2 separate regions of the Canis lupus genome follow, and region 2 is linked to region 1. Evidence: chromatin contacts called from public Hi-C data. All regions are on one chromosome and are shown on one strand. Each heading gives the region's core, a stretch centred on a gene start, on an enhancer-like site or on the middle of the called end of the contact. The rest is flanking DNA. Distances are from core to core; before and after follow the strand shown. Region 1 overlaps KLF7 (Krueppel-like factor 7). Region 2 holds the start of KLF7 (Krueppel-like factor 7).

What was found. Hi-C and Micro-C count contacts between places; a contact is called where the count stands out from the background.
Region 2: a Hi-C map of amygdala shows a contact between it and region 1, with 1.9 times the contacts expected there. The contact joins the promoter of KLF7 here to the enhancer-like site in region 1. A contact is called at or near these places in 3 of 9 Hi-C or Micro-C datasets (amygdala and blood).

What each region holds. Positions count from the first base shown.
Region 1 is chr37:15,420,876-15,424,611 of UU_Cfam_GSD_1.0, forward strand. KLF7 (Krueppel-like factor 7) reads right to left here. Exons shown (of 5, transcript XM_038585552.1): 3 at 2,252-2,882. Among named protein-coding and RNA genes, the nearest start is that of KLF7, 49 kb to the right of the region's middle. Within about 2 kb of position 1,581, at least 5 of the 20 cell types and tissues checked have an H3K27ac peak or open chromatin away from gene starts, as enhancers often do.
Region 2 is chr37:15,469,607-15,473,402 of UU_Cfam_GSD_1.0, forward strand. KLF7 (Krueppel-like factor 7) reads right to left here and starts at 1,958. Exons shown (of 5, transcript XM_038585552.1): 1 at 1,634-1,958. LOC119867945 (a long non-coding RNA gene) reads left to right here and starts at 388. Exons shown (of 2, transcript XR_005385289.1): 1 at 388-497; 2 at 1,606-3,796.

The DNA.
Region 1 (3,736 bases), core at 331-2,830:
AGAACTCAGATCCTTGTCCACCTACTACAAAGCCCTCCCTCCCTCTTAACCACTCTGCAACACTGCCTTTCAATAATGTAGGGTGCCTCCTTGAGTAAATTACCCATGGGGAGGAGTCTTAACACATCAGTCCACCGTACGGCAAGTGGTTGCAGGTGCTGGGGAACATAATGAGCTCCACCTTGATAATCACTCTGAGTAGACAATGCCCAAAAAACAAAGCACTGAATAAGCACCACTCCTAAAGGGGTTTCCTTCTGACACATCTGTTGGGAAAAGGGGATAAGAAAAGAAGAAAAATGCTCTGGACTTCCCATTGAAAACATAGAATCTCGCTTCCCCAGAGCTGTCCAGTCTTCATACAAGACAGGATGTGGCCTGTCTTCATGTCAATAATTCAGAAACGTGTCCATAATCACGACTTCCACGCCCTCAACAAAGCATTCTTGCTTCATTCCGCTTTCTCTGGTTTCCTGGGGAGAATAGGAAGTGAGTCACCATCAAAGCCTGGGAGCACTGCAATGTCTTGTCATGACTTTCCTCAGTGACTTGAGAAAGAAAGATATATAAATAAAAAATGACCTGCAGGACAATATCATAAAGGAAAAGAAGCTGACTCGAGCAGGAAGCATTGTCTGTGGAGTAGAGCACTCAGACTCAAACTCTTGGGAAACCCTACACGGGACTCTGCAACCTGAGCCACCAGGTTCACAAGTCATGTTAGCAGACCTTCCCATGAGCCAAGAGTTACATAGGAAGTTAAATGTGGAACTGGAGGAGTACATGACGAAGTCCTGTGTAGCAAAGAAGCAGTATGTTCTCATCCTCCCTTGGGACTGACTTTGAGGTTCAAAATGGTGATTTCTTTTAGACACACAGTACACATCTTACTTCAGGAAAGTGCTTCTGTACTGCACACAGATATTTCATGCCCCTGACACTGCAGAGCACTGGATGGGAAAGCCAGTCGGTTGGAGAGATATGGACAATGAGGCCCAATGAGGGAAAGGGACACTCTCAAGGTCACAGAGCTAGTTAGTGGCACAGTGAGAACTAGAACCCGGGTCTTTCTGATTTTCCAGCCAATGAAATCTGCTCTGCACATTTCCTTGGTGGCACAGACCGAAACTCCCCACAAAGCACCAGGAAGACAAGCTGTGAGACCAAAAAGGACTCTCAGCAGCCACATCTCCTGGCTCAAATCCAATCACCCATTTCTCTCCAGTTGCACTCTCACTCTGCTATACTTTTGGAGCTTTTCCCTCTTCAGCGGTCCTGTGCAAGCGGTATGCAAAACCACACAGGCGAGACAGTAGGGACTCATTTAAAACCCGCCAATGACAGTAATGGCTCCTAGGATGCTAACACGAGGAAGAAACACCAGCCCTAAGCTTGCACCTCAGAGCACAGAACGAAGACCAGTTTCAAGGAAAATGCCAATCTCACTCTTTGCTCTGTAAGCCCCGCTCTTCCAAATCATCCCACTGCTCCAAAGATCAATATGGTGCCTGGGAATCACTGCAGAAGTCCTGAGTAAAACATACAGCCCCTGTCGGTGCCCACTCCCCTCTACCACACACATAGCAATGTAATCACTTTAGCAACTTCCCAGTAACAGGCTCATTAAAAAGCAATTCCGCCATCTCTCCATAAAGCACGCGCCAGAGAACAATGCAAAAGAGGAGATGCCAATTAATTATAGAATGATCACATCTAATGAACTCTGAAACCCTCCTGCTGTTGGTGACTTTGATGAAAAATCAGGGATGCTGGGAAAAGAGTGAATAGGGACACCCCGACTACCTTGTTTAGCCGTGGAGTCTTTCAAATGTGCCTCCTCAGACTCCAGTGTTGCTCAAAACTGCAGAGCTACGCTCCTAAAACGATGAAACGTGTCAGGGAGGTGACAAGCACGTGCAGGGTGTATGGCGGTGAGTCACGCCGCCGGAGCCCATTCAGGCGTCCTCGGAACTGTGTGATTCTGCCCTGGGGTGCTCCTTGGGCCCGAAAGGATGGCGCGGCCAGCGAGCGACACTCCGCCGCCCTGGCCCGGCCCTCCCGCCTGGCTACCACTCCAGGTGAGCACGACGCCCCTCCTTGGGACACGGGAGCCCTTCCCACTGAGAGGCTAGAGGAGGAGAAGGAGAGGGAGGAGGAGAAGGAGGAGGAGAAGGAAGAGGAGGAAGAGGAGGAAGAAGAGGAAGAGGAGGAGAAGCAGAAGAAACCACGTGCGGCCAACTTGTACCACTACCTGTGTGAGTCCTCTGGTGGGCCTTTAGGTGGGAGCTTTTTGTATAAACTTTCCGGCACCCGTTAAACTGACAGCGGTGAACCCTCTTCTTGTTTTCGGGGCACGCCTCGGCCCCCACCCCTCCTTGCTCACTGTCGCTCTGTCCGCTCTTAACTGTCCCAGCTGCCGCCACGGCCGCTGCTGCCGTTGCCACCCCTCCCACCTTGACTGAGCCGAGCGCAGCCTTCTTGGCCACCAGTTTCAACGTCACCGTGCCATCCACGGCTGAGAGAGTCTGTGAGGTTTTGACCAGATGGCGGCTGAGCTCAGGGGACGACGGGGGCGTTAATGAGGTCACTGCGTTGAGCTGGGCCTGGTTGACGGCTGTGTAGCTGTCTAGAGAAGAGCTGGTTGGCTGGAGGCTGAGGCAGGTCTCAGATAGCAACTTGTCCCGAGAGAGCAGAATGTCCACTGCCGAGCTCTTCTCGCAGATGGTGGCTTCCACCGGGAGCAGCAGCGGGTCCAAGCGCCGGAAGCTTTCCTCAATGCACGGGGGAGGAGAAGCATGGAGGAAACAGTCCAAGTCCTCCCCGAAGGTCTCCGAGATCCTCCTAGGCTCCGTCTGTAGGTAGCGTTCCAATTCAAGGCATGTCTGCAGAGGGGAAGGAGGGAGGGAGAGAAACAGCCATCAGAGGCGAAGAACACCATGAGGCCACATGTTGACAGGCTGAGCAGGAAGACACACAGAACGGTTTTGTGGCTGGAATCTGAACTTTTCTTGGTGGAAGGTCTGACCTTGTTATTTACTCCCCGAGTAATTTCTGAAGGGTTCATAAGGGTCAAATCATGCAAGTATAATGAAGGGGAACTAGAGGCCCAGAAGGACTATCTCGCACCATCAAGATCCCGGAGATAATGTTCAATGTTAAAATGATCTCTGCCCCACAACCCAAGTCAGCAGGTAAAAGTCTCCAAGCACCCTTAGGAGTTCTCATGTAAGCAAGAAGCAAATAGAATCAGACAAAGTTTTCACACTGAAACAAGACTTCCCATAGTCGAACTCCATTTTTCAAACAGACTTGGGCAACTTGCAAAAATAAGTCAATTTTCCAACTTGCTCCGAAGATCAGATCATACCCGTCCAAACTGAGAGGTGACCTCAGTTGCAATCAACCAACAGCAAGCCTGGCCTTGCATTTGCTAACCAGCAGGAATGGGTACTGTTCTAAAGAATGCCTCTCACAAAACCTTTGCTTACAAGACAAAACTCCCATTGTTTACAGTAAGTTATTCAAAATACAATTGCTACCTATTTTGTGGCAAGGAGCCTAAGTCTGAATACAATGGTTTAGCATCTCTAACTATGTGATAAAAATAAGTTCAAACACAGCTATTTGACTTGCTAGAGATAGGACCCAATATATTTCAACATAAAGCTTTCACCTGGTAAAGAAGTAAAGAAAACTGAAAAGTTCTGGAGTCACAACAAATCTTCTTCCATGGTGC
Region 2 (3,796 bases), core at 708-3,207, 49 kb after region 1:
GGAAAAAAAAAAAAAAATCAATGCAGGAGAGAGGAAGAGAGGAGGTGAGAGAGGAGAGAGTGAGTGGGGTGGATGGAGAGAGGCATCCAGCGTGTACAAGTGCAGACGGCTGCCAGGAAAAGGGGACTTCTCCACGGGAGTAACAATTCCCTTCCAGGGCTCTAATCACTCCAGCTCGTGGATCAGGAAGGGGGATGCAAACTCACTGACACGAAGCTGCCATCTATTTCTGCAGCGCTGTTCGCTCCTAATGCAATCTTTGCTCTTTATTTTGGGAGGTTGCATTTTTTTTTTCTCGCGATCGCTTCTCTCTCCCCCCCCTTCCCTTCCCTCCCCACCCCCCACCCCATCCTTGCTAGTTTGTAGTCTCTCCCCCCCTCCTTTTCTCCTCCTCCTGCTCTTCCCCCTCCCCAAACTCCCCCCGCTCCGCCCGGCTCTCCGCGCAGCCGTGGGATCTCGGAGGAGGGCGTCCATTAGGCCGCGTGTGACCATGTAAGGTAAACAGGGGGCTCATGAAGTCACTGAGGACCAATGGGGAGCGCGGAGCGGGGCCCGGGGCGGGGCTTGGCCCTGGCGGCGAGCGCCGATTGGCCGGCCGCGGATCTCCCTGCTGCCTTACAAGGCGGTGCGAGGCGAGCTATTTTTAGAGGGCTATATAAGGGGGCTGAGGCGGCCGCGCGGCGGCCGGGGAGCGGGAGCGCGAGCGCGAGGGACGGGGAGGGCCGCGGCGACGCTCGCGCCGGCTCCCGGGACGCCGAGGCGGCCGGGCTGGGGCGGCGCGCCGGCCTCCGGGCCTCGCTCCGGCGCCCGGAGCCCCGGAGGCTGCGCCCCTCGGAGGGGCGGGGGCGCGGCCCGGCGGGAGGGTCGAGGGTCGGGAAGCGGGGTTAGGCTGCCTCCTGGAGGAGGCGCGGGGCGCGAGCGCGGCGGGGCCGCCGTCGGGGGAGGGGCGCTCCCGCTTCCCTCGGCCGCGCTCGGGGGCCGCGGCGGGGCGCCGCGAGGAGAGGCGTGCCCGGGAGGCCTCGCGGACCAAGAGATGAGCGGGGTGGGGGGGAGAGACAAAAAAGAAAAAGGAAAAGAAAAACGCACCCAAAGCCCCTTCACAAATTGCGCACGGGGCGCCGGAAGAGGCGCCTGAGGAGGAAGGGGCACACAATGGAGCCGAACAAAGGGGAGCGGCGCCCGGAGAGCGACCTGCGCCCGCCCCCGCCCCCGCCCCCGCGCGGCGCGCTCCCCGCCCCTCCCCGCCCCGCCCCCCGCGCCCGGTGCGCGCCGCCCCCGCCCCGCCCCCCCCGCCCTGCGGGGGCCGCTCGCCCGTTGGAGGCGCTCCGAGGGGGGCGTCCGCCCGAGTGCGGCTCTGAGGGAAGGAAGGCGCCTGGGGGGGCGGGGCGCGCGGCTGAGGGGGGCGCCAGCCCGAGGCCCCCCAAGTGGCCTCCGGAGAGAGGTGTCCGCCGAGCCGTGGGGAGGCGAGAGGCGGACCCGGACTCCGGAGCCCGCACGTCGGAGTAGACCCGCTCTTACCTCAGATGAAAACCCTCCACAACGCACCTAATTTTTTTTTACCTCAGATGAAAACCCTCCACAACGCACTTTTTTTTTTTTTTTAAGGGCCCGCCCGTTGTTTGCTTGACCTTACGCGGTTAGTGTCGTTCAGGGTTCCCCCAAATGCGCCGTGCGCTGAGCTTCCATTGCTGGAAGGACTGCAGAGTCCGATGAGAGACTTCCCTGTGCCCGTCGTCGCGAGAGCAGCGACATCCACCCTAATCGCCCTCCTCGGCTTCCCGCTCCTGACTCTGTGGGACTCCGCCTCGTGATATTTGCGAAATTCTGCTTTCTAGAAGGAGCACGATTCGAAATTCAGTACTTCGCCCGGGGAAATTAAACAGGAATTACTGGGTCTGGGGAGAGCCCAGTTTCTCTACTTGGCGACGTCTGGAATTCTGTGGGTCAGACCTACAGCGTCCACTGTGGGAGTGCAGCTGGCACGTTGGCTGGCGTTTATGTGCACGGGACGTGCGGAGATGTTTAGTGTTATGTAGACACATCTGTGGTGCTAGGGGATGAATGACATGACAAAGTTAAACGTCGTACCTGAATCAGGGGACATCCGGCTACCACACGCGTGTGTTTGCACCAGGATGAGGAGGCCTCTCTTTGAAAGGCCAGGTGGGCCTTTCCCAGAAGTAGGAAACCGCTTAGGGCCATCACATCCCAACTAATGCCTTAACTTGATCCTTAGGGTCGCTGGTGCTGCTGCTTACTGGTCGCTTACTGGTGTGGCTTTGAGCTCAGGGGCCCAGACCTTCTAATTACCGCCTCAGAAACAGAGAGAGTGGGCTCTGCCTTGCGGGGTGGTTATGAGGACTGCAAGTAACGTCTGTAACTCACCTGCCATAGCATATGGGGCTATTAGGTGGATACTAAATGTTGAGCCATTATCATCTCCCGGTGATAACTGAGTCAACTAAATAATATATCTGAACTAATCAGACCCATGGGGGGACATACCAGATTCTTGGAGAAAGAGGAGAGAGAGAGAAGCCTCTTGCCAATTTGTAATAAGTATTACAAATGTGTTTCTCGCGTGTGGGGGGATACGGAAGAGGCCTTGGGAAAGCGCAAGTTCTTTTTTTTTTTTTTAAATAATAAATTTATTCTTTATTGGTGTTCAAATTGCCAACATACAAAATAACACCCAGTGCTCATCCCGTCAAGTGCCCCCCTCAGTGCCCGTCACCCATTCACCCCCACCCCCCACCCTCCTCCCCTTCCACCACCCCTAGTTCGTTTCCCAGAGTTAGGAGTCTTCATGTTCTGCAAGTTCTTGAGTGAACAGAGGAAGTAAAGGAACTGAGACATAGGGAACTCAAGAGGCAAAACACTAGGCAAAGCCAAAGCATATAATTTGATGTGTGAACTCAAGTGAACTTGATTTCTGTTTTTTTGTGTTACACCATTGCTATTTTTGAGCGAAATATGACATTTTTGTTAACTTGGGTTTGAAGATTTTACAGATAATAGTGAACTAGTTAAACACTTTGAGTGTACCAGGCTGTGTGGGCACATAAGCCCATACAGTGGGCTTTTATTATATACAGTGTCTCATTTCATCCTCACAACAACGTGAGGCAGGGACTTTTGTTATATCCAACTTTATGGATGACGGTATGCAAGCTTAGAAATATTGGGTTGGTCAAGGTCCTACAACTAGGAAGCAGCTGAGGAGGGGCTCAAATGTAGGAACGTCTGACTTTCAAGACTGCTTTGCATGGGGGTCTCGGTGTAGTGAAAAACTTTTAAGTTTCTTGGGTTTTGTTTTTGTTTTTATATATATATTTATTTATTCATAAGAGACACACACACACAGAGGCAGAGACACAGGCAGAGGGAGAAGCAGGCTCCATGCAGGGAGCTGGACGGGGGACTCTATCCTGGGTCTCCGGGATCAGGCCCTGGCCTAAAGGCAGTGCTAAACCGCTGAGCCACCTAGGCTGCCCAAGTTTCTTGTTTTAAGTCAAGATTTGTTTACAAAAATGCTTGGGTGTAGAGAAGGGGGGGCTTCCTTTGAGGTTTTTGTCCATGTAATATCAGTCATCCAACTTCCAGAAGAACTTAACCAAAATCTTACAATATAAATCCTGAAGATCTCATTATGACTTTTTTCAAAGTTTTGTAGAATATTTTAGAATTCATGCTAAGAAATTTATGCAGTGAGGCACTTCTAAAGGCCCATTATCAATATCAGTCATACTTAGCTACTTTTTATAGCCTAGAGACCCTACGTTTGTTCACATTGCAA